Linked DNA regions of Scatophagus argus: region 1 is linked to region 2. A link is a contact called in public Hi-C data. All regions are on one chromosome and are shown on one strand. Each heading gives the region's core, a stretch centred on a gene start, on an enhancer-like site or on the middle of the called end of the contact. The rest is flanking DNA. Distances are from core to core; before and after follow the strand shown. Region 1 holds the start of btbd6b (BTB/POZ domain-containing protein 6-B). Region 2 holds the start of LOC124072460 (E3 ubiquitin-protein ligase TRIM41-like).

Region 1 (5,656 bases), core at 246-2,745, 130 kb after region 2:
ATGTCTCTGAGAAACTTGTAGCATATGATAAACTTTATGGATTCAGCTGGAGAGGAGAAAACCATCAGAAACACCTGCTTTTGCCATGAAACAGCCTGGCAGGTGGCCAGTTTGCCTTTAGATGTGTTTTTATTATTATTTTAAGATGATTTTACCTTGCTAAGAAATCTAATTTAACACTAACACTAGGAGGAATCCTCTTTCCTCTGTAGCAGCGAGACAATGAGGAGGGTTTCATGGCCCGGCAGTGACAGTGGAGTCGAATATCTTTGAAGTCAGCGGCTGTTTAAAGAGCAGTCCAGTGGAAAGCTGGTAGAGCCAGCTGGTAATAAGATCCAGGGCCCCCTCCCCTCCCCCCTCCGCGCCATGTAATGATATGTCTGCAGAGCTCGCCATCACTGCTCCAACTTTTACTGTCTGTAAACGCAGGCGAGATCTTCTTAGGGAGAAAAAAAAGGAGGGTGTTTAAGGGGCGGAGGAAAATCCACCTCAAATCCTCTTTCACTGTTGAGTAGAATCAATCTGTGATGCTCAAACAGCCCACGAGTCACTCTGTGATGGAGAGCTGCAGTGTTCTTCCCTCCTCCACCTGCTCGCCGCCTTCTACGTCTGCGCCCCCCTGAGACCCTACATTCCCCAAAATTACTTCAACCCCCCCCCTCATATCGTAATATCGCTTTGGTTTGTTATCCAGCATTAAATCACAAAATTCATCAGTGACGGCTACACGTGATCACAATAGTCAGAATTACTGTTTTTAAGTGATGAGTCGATTGAATTTAATGATCATTTTGGAGGCTCTTCATGCGCATGTTTCTGTCTGCTTGTCTTTGTTTAGTGTGTGATGGTGGTATATTATGTATACACCTAATGCACACTTACCTGTAACTTGTGACGCTGCAGCTACATGCCACTTCTCACGTGTTTATGTAACACAGCCTCACTGTTGTTGTTGTGTGGTTTGGATGTTAGACTTCTGTTTAATGATTACTTTATACTTGCAGCTTTATTGATATTTTCATTCTTATTTTAACCTTAGTTCATCTTACTTTTAACTTCATGAGCATTTTAATTCATAAATCAGTGCTTCTTTCTCTCCTTCTTGGGGACTGAAATAGGTCGTTATAATCTTTATATTCTCTTTAAATATGAGCATTTTGATGATATAGCACATAAGGGCAGTATTGGGGTGTGGAATAAAGCCCTGATGAAGGACTCCTCTCTCTCTTCCCTGTTAATTACACACTTCAAACTGGAACTGAAATCTTTGAGTTCCCCGCTTTGTGTTTGGGGCTTTTTTCGCCTCATTACTGTGCCGGGTTGGAGGGTCATATTCAACCGACCTTCTTTTTAATTTTATTTTTATCCCACCGCCGGGTCTAATCAGCGGGACGGGGGCGGAGCCTGCAGCCCGGTGACGCACTCTGCGGAGCTGCTGGGGGAGGGGCTTCTGCCCTCCTGGCGTCACCGCGGCTCGACAATCTGATTGGTCCTCAGCGAGCCCTGGGCGTCCGAGGAGATCACGACGAGAGGAGGAAAAAAAGCAGGAAAAAAAGGAGCAGACCTTAAAAACTCCCGACAAATGACTGTTTACCTCGGATGTGAGCGGCCGCAGCGGAACAGCGTAGCTGGCTTCGTCTCGGTCGACAGTCGGTTGAGGGAAAGCGAGAGAAAAATCTGAGAGGATTAACGCACAGGCGGCGTAGAAAATAAACAGGAAGGACTTGAATACCAGCTGCGACTATCCGGATTATCCACTCGCTAAAAAAGGGAAAACAAGCGACGCTTCGCGAACGTTTCTCCGCCCGGAGAGGATGAGGTGACCGCCAGGAAACGGAGCGAAAGTGTCGGCGGTCGAAGTTGGAAGCGAGCGGGAAGGGAAACGGACTCCACCGGGCCTGGACGGATATTTAGATGTTGTCGTGTAAACTTCGCTGCCGATGCCGTTTTAAAGCGGCGCTGTAGGAGCCCGGGTTCACGCAGCAGAGGCTGATTTCTCCCCCCCACGTACACTTCAATCCAGAGCCCGCTAGTGATTCGCTTCACCGGATATTAACACGAAGAAGATCGGGATTGTTTGTGCCGATGCCAACGGCAGACTGCAGGTTGCTCCATCATGGCCGGATCATGAGGTGTCTGACTTATCTGCTCCTACTTCCAGAAACACTGAAAAAGTCCAAGAAGGTCGGCAAGCTCCCGGGCAGGCTGCCGGTATGTTATGAGATCCTCACCCTGTCCCTGACGAGCAAGAAGAAGCAGCAGAAGCAGAAGATGGCTGCGGAGTTGTACCCCGCCGCCAACACCAACAACACCAACCTGTCCAACGGCACCACGGTGGCGGACGCCGAGAAGACCAAGCAGGTGCAGGTGAGCCAGGCGAGCAGCAGCAGCAGCGCGGCGACCACCCCGACCACCCAGCAAAACATCAACAACAACAACGTAGATCCACCCAGCTGGCAGTGCAGCCACCCCACACTGAGAGAGAGGTAACCGCACAACACCCCCGGCCGAATGATCCGCCACCGGACGGCATTTCAGGAGCATGTTCCAGAAAAGTGGCTGCGGCTCATATGAATGACCGTAAATAACGTTAAGGGCATTAAGAAGTGTCGGCGGCCACTCACACGTACTGCATTAACATCATAGTAATGGAAAGTAAGCACCTTAAGTGCAGCAGACCTACTTAGATACCAGACTCTTCATAAGAGCACGCATTTCAGGCTGTGTGCTCCACGTATAGAGCTGCAACGACACGTCCATTCAGTCAGTATTAATGTGCAATAATTCGGATAATTGATTAAAGCAAAAAAAAAAGTTCAACAGCCACTCGTTTCGGCTACTCGATTGTGAATAATTTCTTTGCCTTTAAGGAAAAGTAAACTGCACAAAACATTTGACTGGAAACTTCCTCACGAATCAGCAGACGTTTAATCTAGAAACTAAGCAGCAGTTGCAGGCCTTCCACTGCTGCTGCTACATCCTGCCCAAACCTGTGAAAATAACCAGTGTCTCCAGGCAAAAGGCGTGTGGGAGGACTTGTGTTATACAATACTGGACTGAGGCTTACTGCTGAAACGTGCTTTGCTTTCAGGAATGCCTTGATGTTTAACAATGAGCTGATGGCTGATGTCCACTTCATCGTTGGTCCCGCGGGGGGATCGCAGAGGGTTCCAGCACACAAGGTAAAGACATTTTCACCTCCTTGGAAAAGACCATTCATTACTTCTTTCTGTGAGAGGCTCCGAGGGCAAAACGGAGGCATGTTTGCGTTTGTCTGTTACATTCAAATGCCACTCGGAGGAGTCCGTCTCTGCAGCACCGCTGAAAAGAACTCCTCCTGCTCTTTTATTGAACTTAGCACAGAAGAGTGATTTGGTTGCATGTGTTCTCTGACGCATCTGTCTGCTCCTCCCTCCCTCCCTCCCTCCCTCCCTCCCAGTATGTGCTGGCCGTGGGAAGCTCGGTCTTCTGTGCCATGTTTTACGGCGATCTGGCAGAGGAGGAGTCTGAGATCCATATCCCAGATGTGGAACCTGCTGCTTTTCTAATTCTGCTGAAGTAAGCCACTCACCATCCCTCACACAGCCAACCAGAAGGAGAGATGACAAGCGCAGTCAGTGTCACTTCAAAGCATATTATTACTCATCCAAAGCTTAGCAGAGGCGAATGCCAAAATGCTGGGAGCGCCGGAGAGCAGTGGCAGCAGCACAGTGCTCTGTAATTGCTGGTTTTCTCAGTGCTCTTTGTCCAACTAGAAACATTTTTTTTTTCCTTTTTCCTCATCCACAGCCTGACAATTTTCTTAGAGGGGGATATATGCAGACCAGCAGTTATAAATAACCTGCCTTTGTTGCTCAGTCAGTGGCTTGGGCTAAGCCAGCTCCATAGACTGTTGAGTGTAAAGCTTTTTGTGAAAAGGGAAGGCTTTGTGTTAAGTCTGCATACAATCCTCTTTGGGAAGAAAAAATAAATATTATTTTTGTACATTTTGCTTCTTTTTGGACATTTTGTGCAGTTGACATCAGGCCAAAAACAAGAAACCGTATAGTTAGGAGTAGCTGTTCTGTCTAAGTCAGATAACGTCCTGCACAGGTACGTGTGATTAAAAGGTTTCCGTCCTTCTCCAGGTACATGTACAGCGATGAGATCGACCTGGAAGCAGACACGGTGCTGGCCACCCTGTACGCTGCCAAGAAGTACATCGTTCCTGCACTGGCCAAGGCCTGCGTCACCTTCCTGGAAACGAGCCTGGAGGCTAAGAACGCCTGCGTGCTGCTGTCGCAGAGCCGCCTGTTCGAGGAGCCCGAGCTGACGCAGCGCTGCTGGGAGGTGATCGACGCTCAGGCCGAGCTCTCGCTGGGCTCCGAGGGCTTCTGTGAGATCGATCTGCAGACGCTGGAGATCATCCTGCGGAGGGAGACGCTCAACACCAGGGAAGTGGTGGTGTTTGAGGCCGTGATGAACTGGGCCACGGCGGAGTGCAAGAGACAAGGTTTGGGGCCCACAACCCGTAACAAAAGAAATGTCCTTGGCAAGGCGCTGTTCTTAGTGCGCATCCCCACCATGAGCCTGGAGGAGTTTGCCAACGGGGCGGCGCAATGTGATATCTTGACACTGGAGGAGACGCACAATGTGTTCCTGTGGTACACTGCAGCTAAAAAGCCCAAACTGGACTTCCCTCTGACTGCGAGGAAGGGTCTGGTGCCCCAGAGGTGCCACCGCTTCCAGTCCTCGGCCTACCGGAGCAATCAGTGGCGCTACCGCGGCCGGTGCGACAGCATTCAGTTCGCAGTGGACAAGAGGATCTTTATCGCTGGTCTGGGGCTGTACGGGTCGAGCGGCGGCAAAGCCGAATACAGCGTCAAAATTGAACTGAAGAGACAAGGAGTGACCCTGGCGCAGAACCTGACAAAGTTTGTGTCGGACGGGTCGAGCAGTACGTTTCAGGTGTGGTTCGAGCATCCCGTTCAGGTGGAGCAGGACGCGTTCTACACTGTGAGCGCCGTGCTGGACGGGAATGAGCTGAGCTATTTTGGCCAGGAGGGCATGACGGAGGTGCAGTGTGGGAAGGTGACATTTCAGTTCCAGTGCTCCTCCGACAGCACCAACGGGACCGGGGTACAGGGAGGACAGATCCCCGAGCTTGTGTTCTATGCATAAGCTGCTCTGGACTGCTGATGGGAAACGAGGGCCTCGTCCTCCCAGCCTTCAAAGTAATGTAGCATTAAAGACTCTTGACTAATGTCACACTAAATGGCCTGGTTAGTTCTTTGAGAGACTATTTTAAAAGCCAAGGAGCTGTTGTTTTATCTTATTTAATTTAATCTTATTTTTTTAATTTAAATCCTGGGTTAACGTTATTTGCTTTGATGCCTGTGTTCAAAGGCTGCAGCTGCTGTAGAAACAACATTAATACAGTGATTTGTGGTTATGTAATCACGCTGAGCTCCACAACTGGAACAAGTAGGGACTGCTTCAAATTGTGTAATTGCAAGTCTATAATACAATGTTGTTGCTATAGTCTGAGCAGCGATATTACACGAGGAGCAAACTTTATGTAGTGTTATGATCCTAAATGCAAAAACAGTAGAAACCTTGTCAAAAGCCGAGTTGTTTTGCACTTCAGAGGATGGCCTCAGAAACGTCGTGTCTTTTG
Region 2 (5,490 bases), core at 941-3,440:
AAACTGGGACAGAAGAACGGCAAGATTCTCTGCGTGAAGTTGCAGCCACTGAAGGTGAAGATATGACGAGCAGCATTCACATCATAGAAGGAGACCAGACCCTCATCGTAATCCACAAACACCCCCACCTTCTCAGGCTTCGACATCAGATATAACTCAACTGGAGTAACAGAAAGAGCGCGGTACTCTTTTTCCTTTGAACAACACAGAGTCCAGTAACCGTTTTCATCGTATATGGTTACTGTCTCCTTCCTGTTGACTGACTCTCTGGCGACTCCTACAATCCACCGAATCTTCCCTTTAACTTCAACTTCAAAGTAAAATTGTCTTGAAGAATCAAGCCGCATCCCTAAGACGCAGGGATCAACAGAAAACCTCTCTGGGTTATCTGGGAGATCCCTCCTTACAGGACCAAGACTCACTTGTTTCCCATCATGTGACAGGATGAGCAGGGGATGCGCAGTATCAGGATCAAGCCTCACATCCACGGCAAAACGCTGGAGTGCCTTAAGCTCAGCCATATCAGACAGCATTCTCTTCAACTCATTAATGGCTGCCCTCACTTCCTCTGCATACGAAGGACAGCAGACGCTGACATCTTTCCAGTCCCTGCTGGGTGGGGCAGCTTTCAGGGACAGGAGATCCTGGAGGAGCCTGATGTGGTCCTCAGAGAGTGAGAGCTGCTCCAGCTCTGCCCTCCTCTTCTCCAGTGCAGATGTCTCCTGTTCCAGCTCTGAGATGAGGACTTCAGCCAAGTTCTCGATCTCTTTGTGCTTTTTTTCAATCTCCTCAGTGACTTTGGCCTGGACTACCTCAGCAGTGTCCTTCAGCTTGGTGAAGATCCGAACACCATCTGCAATCTCTCTGTCTGCGTTTGCCCTGCTGACCACCACTGAATCTCTGATCCCTTGAATCTTCAGTCGTCTCTCCTGAATCATCTGCTGAAGTTCAGCCTTCTTTTGTCCTGCAAGAGGAACGACTTCATGTCCCTTGTGGTCTGAGACAGTGCAGAGCATACAGACACACGTCTGCTCGATCTTACAGAAGAGCTCCAGCAGTTGATTGTGCTCAGTACACATTGTGTCTTCCAGGTTCTCCACGGGTTCGATCAGCTGATGTCTTTTCAGAGGTGGAGCTGTCAGGTGAGGCTGCAGGTGAGTCTCGCAGTAGGAGGCCACACACACCAGACACGACTTCAGGGCCTTCAGTCTGGTTCCAGGGCAGACGTCACAGGGAACTTCTCCTGGTCTGGACACGTTCTGCTCTGAGCTGCTGGCAGCTTCATGTTGAGCTGACTGCCTGAAGCGAGCGACCATCTCAGAGATTAAAGTGTTGACCTGCAGCTCAGGTTTTGTGCTGAAAATCTTGTTACAGTTGGGGCACTGACACGGGACGTTCTTATTCCAGTGTTCAGCGATGCAGGTTTTACAGAAGTTGTGTCCACATGGTGTGCTGACGGGATCAGTGAACACATCCTGACAGATGGAGCACAGAAACTGATCTCCGGACAGCAGACAGCTGGCAGCAGACATGGCTACACAATGAGAACAAGAGCAACAAGAATGAAAAAGTAAAACTGTAATGGCAGAATTTTTCTGTATTTGTTTAAAAATGATATTAAATAATGACTTTTGTACATGAGTGAAATTGTAAAATTGAAAAAATTAGTTTATTTTAATATTGGTTTTTAAACACAATAATTCTTATATCTGCTGTACTCACCAAACATTTGGCCAAGTTTGTAGTGAAGAAAGATGCGATAAACTTTAAGTTTAAATCCTGCTGTTTAGAGAGAAACAGTCCCAGCGGCGGAGCTCCTCTCACTTCAGTTTCGTTGTAGCGTCAAAGCTCACCTGTCACTCCACTGTTGCTCCACCTCTTGTTGTTGTTGTTGACTTTTTGTTTTGTTAGTTTCAAGTGACTCATTTTTGGCACGAGGTAAATTTAGTACCAGGGCTGCAACCCAGAAAAAATGTTGGCACTGATAATACACTGAGCTACATCTTGAAACCGCCATGTGGTTTAGTGAAGGCTAAAATACGCTTTGGTTCAGGTGAGGAGAAGATGGTGGTTTTGGTCACATATTTGTTCAAACGTGTTTTTCTTCCAAACATGTTTATCTCTGTTGAAAGAACATTTTAACATGGGGCCTTATGACGATGACTCACTTTTGGAGCCAGCCTCAAGTGGACATTTGTGGAACTGCAGTTTAATCCTTGATGGCTTCATTTTCTACACCAATTCCTGCTGCTTTTCTGTCATTTTAATTTCTCTTTCACTGAGGTTTAGATTGAAACACATCTTCTGTGATTTTTCATAGGATGTATGCAGGGTGAAAATGAAAGTAATTATGCGAGTGGCCTGTTTTTGAGATGCAGAGGAATGTGAAGGAAACATCCTGAACAACTGGTTTCACCTGTTCACGAAGATGCACAGTCACAATCACATGTTTTCCATCTGCTGCGGTCTGTGGTGACTCACAGCTTCTCTCCACTGATTTTCAGCACATCTTCTGACTGTGACCTGAAGGTGATCTGATCTTTTGGTTAACTGCATTTCGATTTTCAGTATGTGACTTGTTGTTTGTATGAAGATCTTGGGGAACGCGACACGTTTTCGATCTGTTGCTGTTCTACACACGGAAACATGGCGTTTGGTGTTTGTATCACCTGCTCTTACAAACGAGCTAACGACACATCAAGACAGCAGAGGAAAAAAACTGAAGGGAACAGAAAACATTTTCATTAACCTCTTAACTTAATTTCCTCTTCAGTGCATCAGAGTCACTCCGGGGTCCACTCAACATCAGCCACAACTGAGCCACACACACGCGCGCACACACACACACACACACACACACATACTCAGACCAGTACTCAGCATGCAGATGACATGAACTACCACTCACTTACTCACTCTCAGCTGGTCAGCTCCTAATGAGCACAGCCAAGTGAAAATCTAACACACACACACACACACACACACACACACACACACACCACCTGCAAATAATCATAGCGAGCCACATTAATAATGTATGAGGAGGAAAAAGCCCTCTCTCTCCCAGTAGAGAAAGGATTATTAGTGTTTTTAATTAATTGCTCTTTCTGCAGCCTGAGGAGGAGCTTCAGTTCTTCTGATCAACGTGGTGCATCTCAAAGTCAGCGAAGGCTCCCCAAATGGCTGAATCTGAATGATGCTACCTCACAGAGCACATTTCTTCTTCTACTTCCTCCACTTTTCATTGGCCAACTGCAAGTCTACACTGCTTTGTCAAGCTTCTTAAAAATGGAGAATGAGAGTGAAGGGACGGCTTTGCAGGTGTGTTCACATGCCAGGAAGTGCAGCCTGGCCTCTGCAGGAGCTGACGTGGAAGGACCCGTCCTGCCAAGGTAGCATCCTGGACTCTGACAAGCACCTGTAAACTGAGAGAGGAAGATGAGGAAGAGAAGGAGGCCATGGGATGGTCGAGGAGAGAAGGAAAGGAATCAGGGTGAAAAGAAATGAAGTGGAAGGTGCTGAAAAATAAAATCGAGGGATAAAGAGAAGAATAAGATGACAAGCATAGAGATGAGAAAGAGAGAAGCGATGGAAGAGGGAGAGGTAAAGTGAAAGAGGAGGAAAAAAGAAAGGGGGAAGCTTACACGAAGAGAAAAATTTGGAGAGGAAGAAAACAGAAAGAAAAAGACAAACAGGAGCTGAAAAGGAAAAGAGTGACGAGTGGGCGACAGGATGGACAAACAGACAAACAGAGAGCTGGAGTGATTAGATTAAACTGAGATTAATCTGTTAGAAAGTCAGTGAGAGAAAAAACACAGTTTATGTCAACTCAGGATGCAGTTTGTATTTCCACCACTGGGTGGCGCTGACTGATCATCCCTGATCTTTTTAACATGGGATCATCCAGGTCTCCTGCTCACAAAGCAGCACATGTGACTTTATGCATTAAGGACTGGATATCATTCCCAGGACAAACCTTAAGACTCTTTTATGCTGTCACACGTACACAGTGACAGTGACTGCTTGTGGTTTTACTGCAGGGCCTGTCCAAGCCTCTTCAGGGCCCTTAGCAGGGTGGGAAAACCAAAATCTACTCAAGTCCAGGAGCAACTGACTGAGGAAGAAACTTCAAAACCAAACAAAGTAAGGACAGATGACAGCTAGTATTACTACAACTCAGACTACTGTCACAGTAATAAAACTGCAGCCGGTTCAACCATGACAGAGAACTCTGGAGCCCCACAGCCTTCAGTCACACCCGAACTAACCATAACTTTCCCGTTAAGTAAATCTCATTGTAGCTGACTCACCTTACTGCTCCACCTCCTCCACCTTCACCGTCAGCAGCAGTTTCCAGGACCACACCCGCTTCAAGGAGCGCATCAAGTCCGTCCTCCAGCACCATCACTTCCACATCAGATAACAATCATCAATAATTTATTCAAACTGTCCACTTTGATAAAACTTTGATAAACTTTGACAAACTGTTTGTATTCAGTTTGCCTGAATGTGGAGCCACAAACTGATTTTTTTCACATTGTGTTGTTTTACTGAAATCTAAAAACATAAATGTACCCCACAGAGTGATCTGCTGCTAATTATGAGACCGCTGTGCCATCATTAAAAAATAAAAACATAAATGCTGTGAGGTTTCTGTCTACTATCTCCATGGCAACAAAACACTGATGTTTGGACAGGGCTGAGCCGACGTTATCTTTAAATAACATCAGCGTAGAGTCGACTCCTGGCCTGTCGGAAGCCACTCAGCGGCTTCTCCTTGATGACATAAGTGAGTATTTCCTCATCTGCTGTCGTCTCAGAGAGGAGGATTTGATTCTCTGATTCGCTCTCTGGGATACAAACCTTAATGCAGCCTTTCACTCTTCCTCCTCCTCCTCCTCCTCCTTTGACAGCGTAACACCTCACTCTCATGTTCCAGGTTAACTCGATTACACTGGAAAGTCGTCACGTGTGAGCAGCTCAGAGGTTTCTATAATCACTGTTATTATAATCAAAGGAAAGTAAATATGCAGGAATGTCAGGCTGTAATCTGTTGTCTTTACCTGAGCTGAATGTTGAAGAGGCCCTTAAACCTCCACTAATCCTCGTTTTTATTTTCTGAACAAACTCCTGATATTCACATGACGCAGCTGGATGGGGGTTTTATTTTGCCCAGTTGAATTTTGTGCTGAATTTAAGTGAAAACTGTGGCGTCACGGCGTCGGTTTGCATCATATCAGGACGTTTCCTGCTGAGTCGCAGGAAAAGGCGACTGAGTGAGTGATGTGACATGTTGCTGACCAGGCCCACCATCCCTGGTCCAGAGCCTCCCGAGGTGTCCAGCAGGGCTCAGATCTGGGACCTCTCAATATTTTTATATATTTTTTTTGTGTTTCGCTTTCAATGCAGGAACCTCCATCAGATTGGAAAACACCAAACCATCATCAGTCATCCCAAATTTAAATTAAAGAACATATTTCACACGTGCGC

Evidence for each region. A called contact is a pair of places that touch in the nucleus more often than the background predicts.
Region 1: a contact with region 2 is called in a Hi-C map of muscle, with 2.6 times the contacts expected there. The contact joins the promoter of btbd6b here to the promoter of LOC124072460 in region 2. A contact is called at or near these places in 2 of 2 Hi-C or Micro-C datasets (both in muscle).

Annotation. Positions count from the first base shown.
Region 1 is chr15:2,061,186-2,066,841 of fScaArg1.pri, forward strand. btbd6b (BTB/POZ domain-containing protein 6-B) reads left to right here and starts at 1,496. Exons shown (of 4, transcript XM_046411904.1): 1 at 1,496-2,486; 2 at 3,092-3,182; 3 at 3,440-3,558; 4 at 4,128-5,656. The coding sequence starts at 2,086. The coding sequence ends at 5,160. All of the region lies in intron 6 of LOC124071417 (transcription factor IIIB 90 kDa subunit-like), which reads right to left.
Region 2 is chr15:1,930,237-1,935,726 of fScaArg1.pri, forward strand. It overlaps LOC124072460 (E3 ubiquitin-protein ligase TRIM41-like), which reads right to left and starts at 2,191. Exons shown (of 2, transcript XM_046413911.1): 1 at 1,723-2,191; 2 at 1-1,534. The coding sequence starts at 1,729.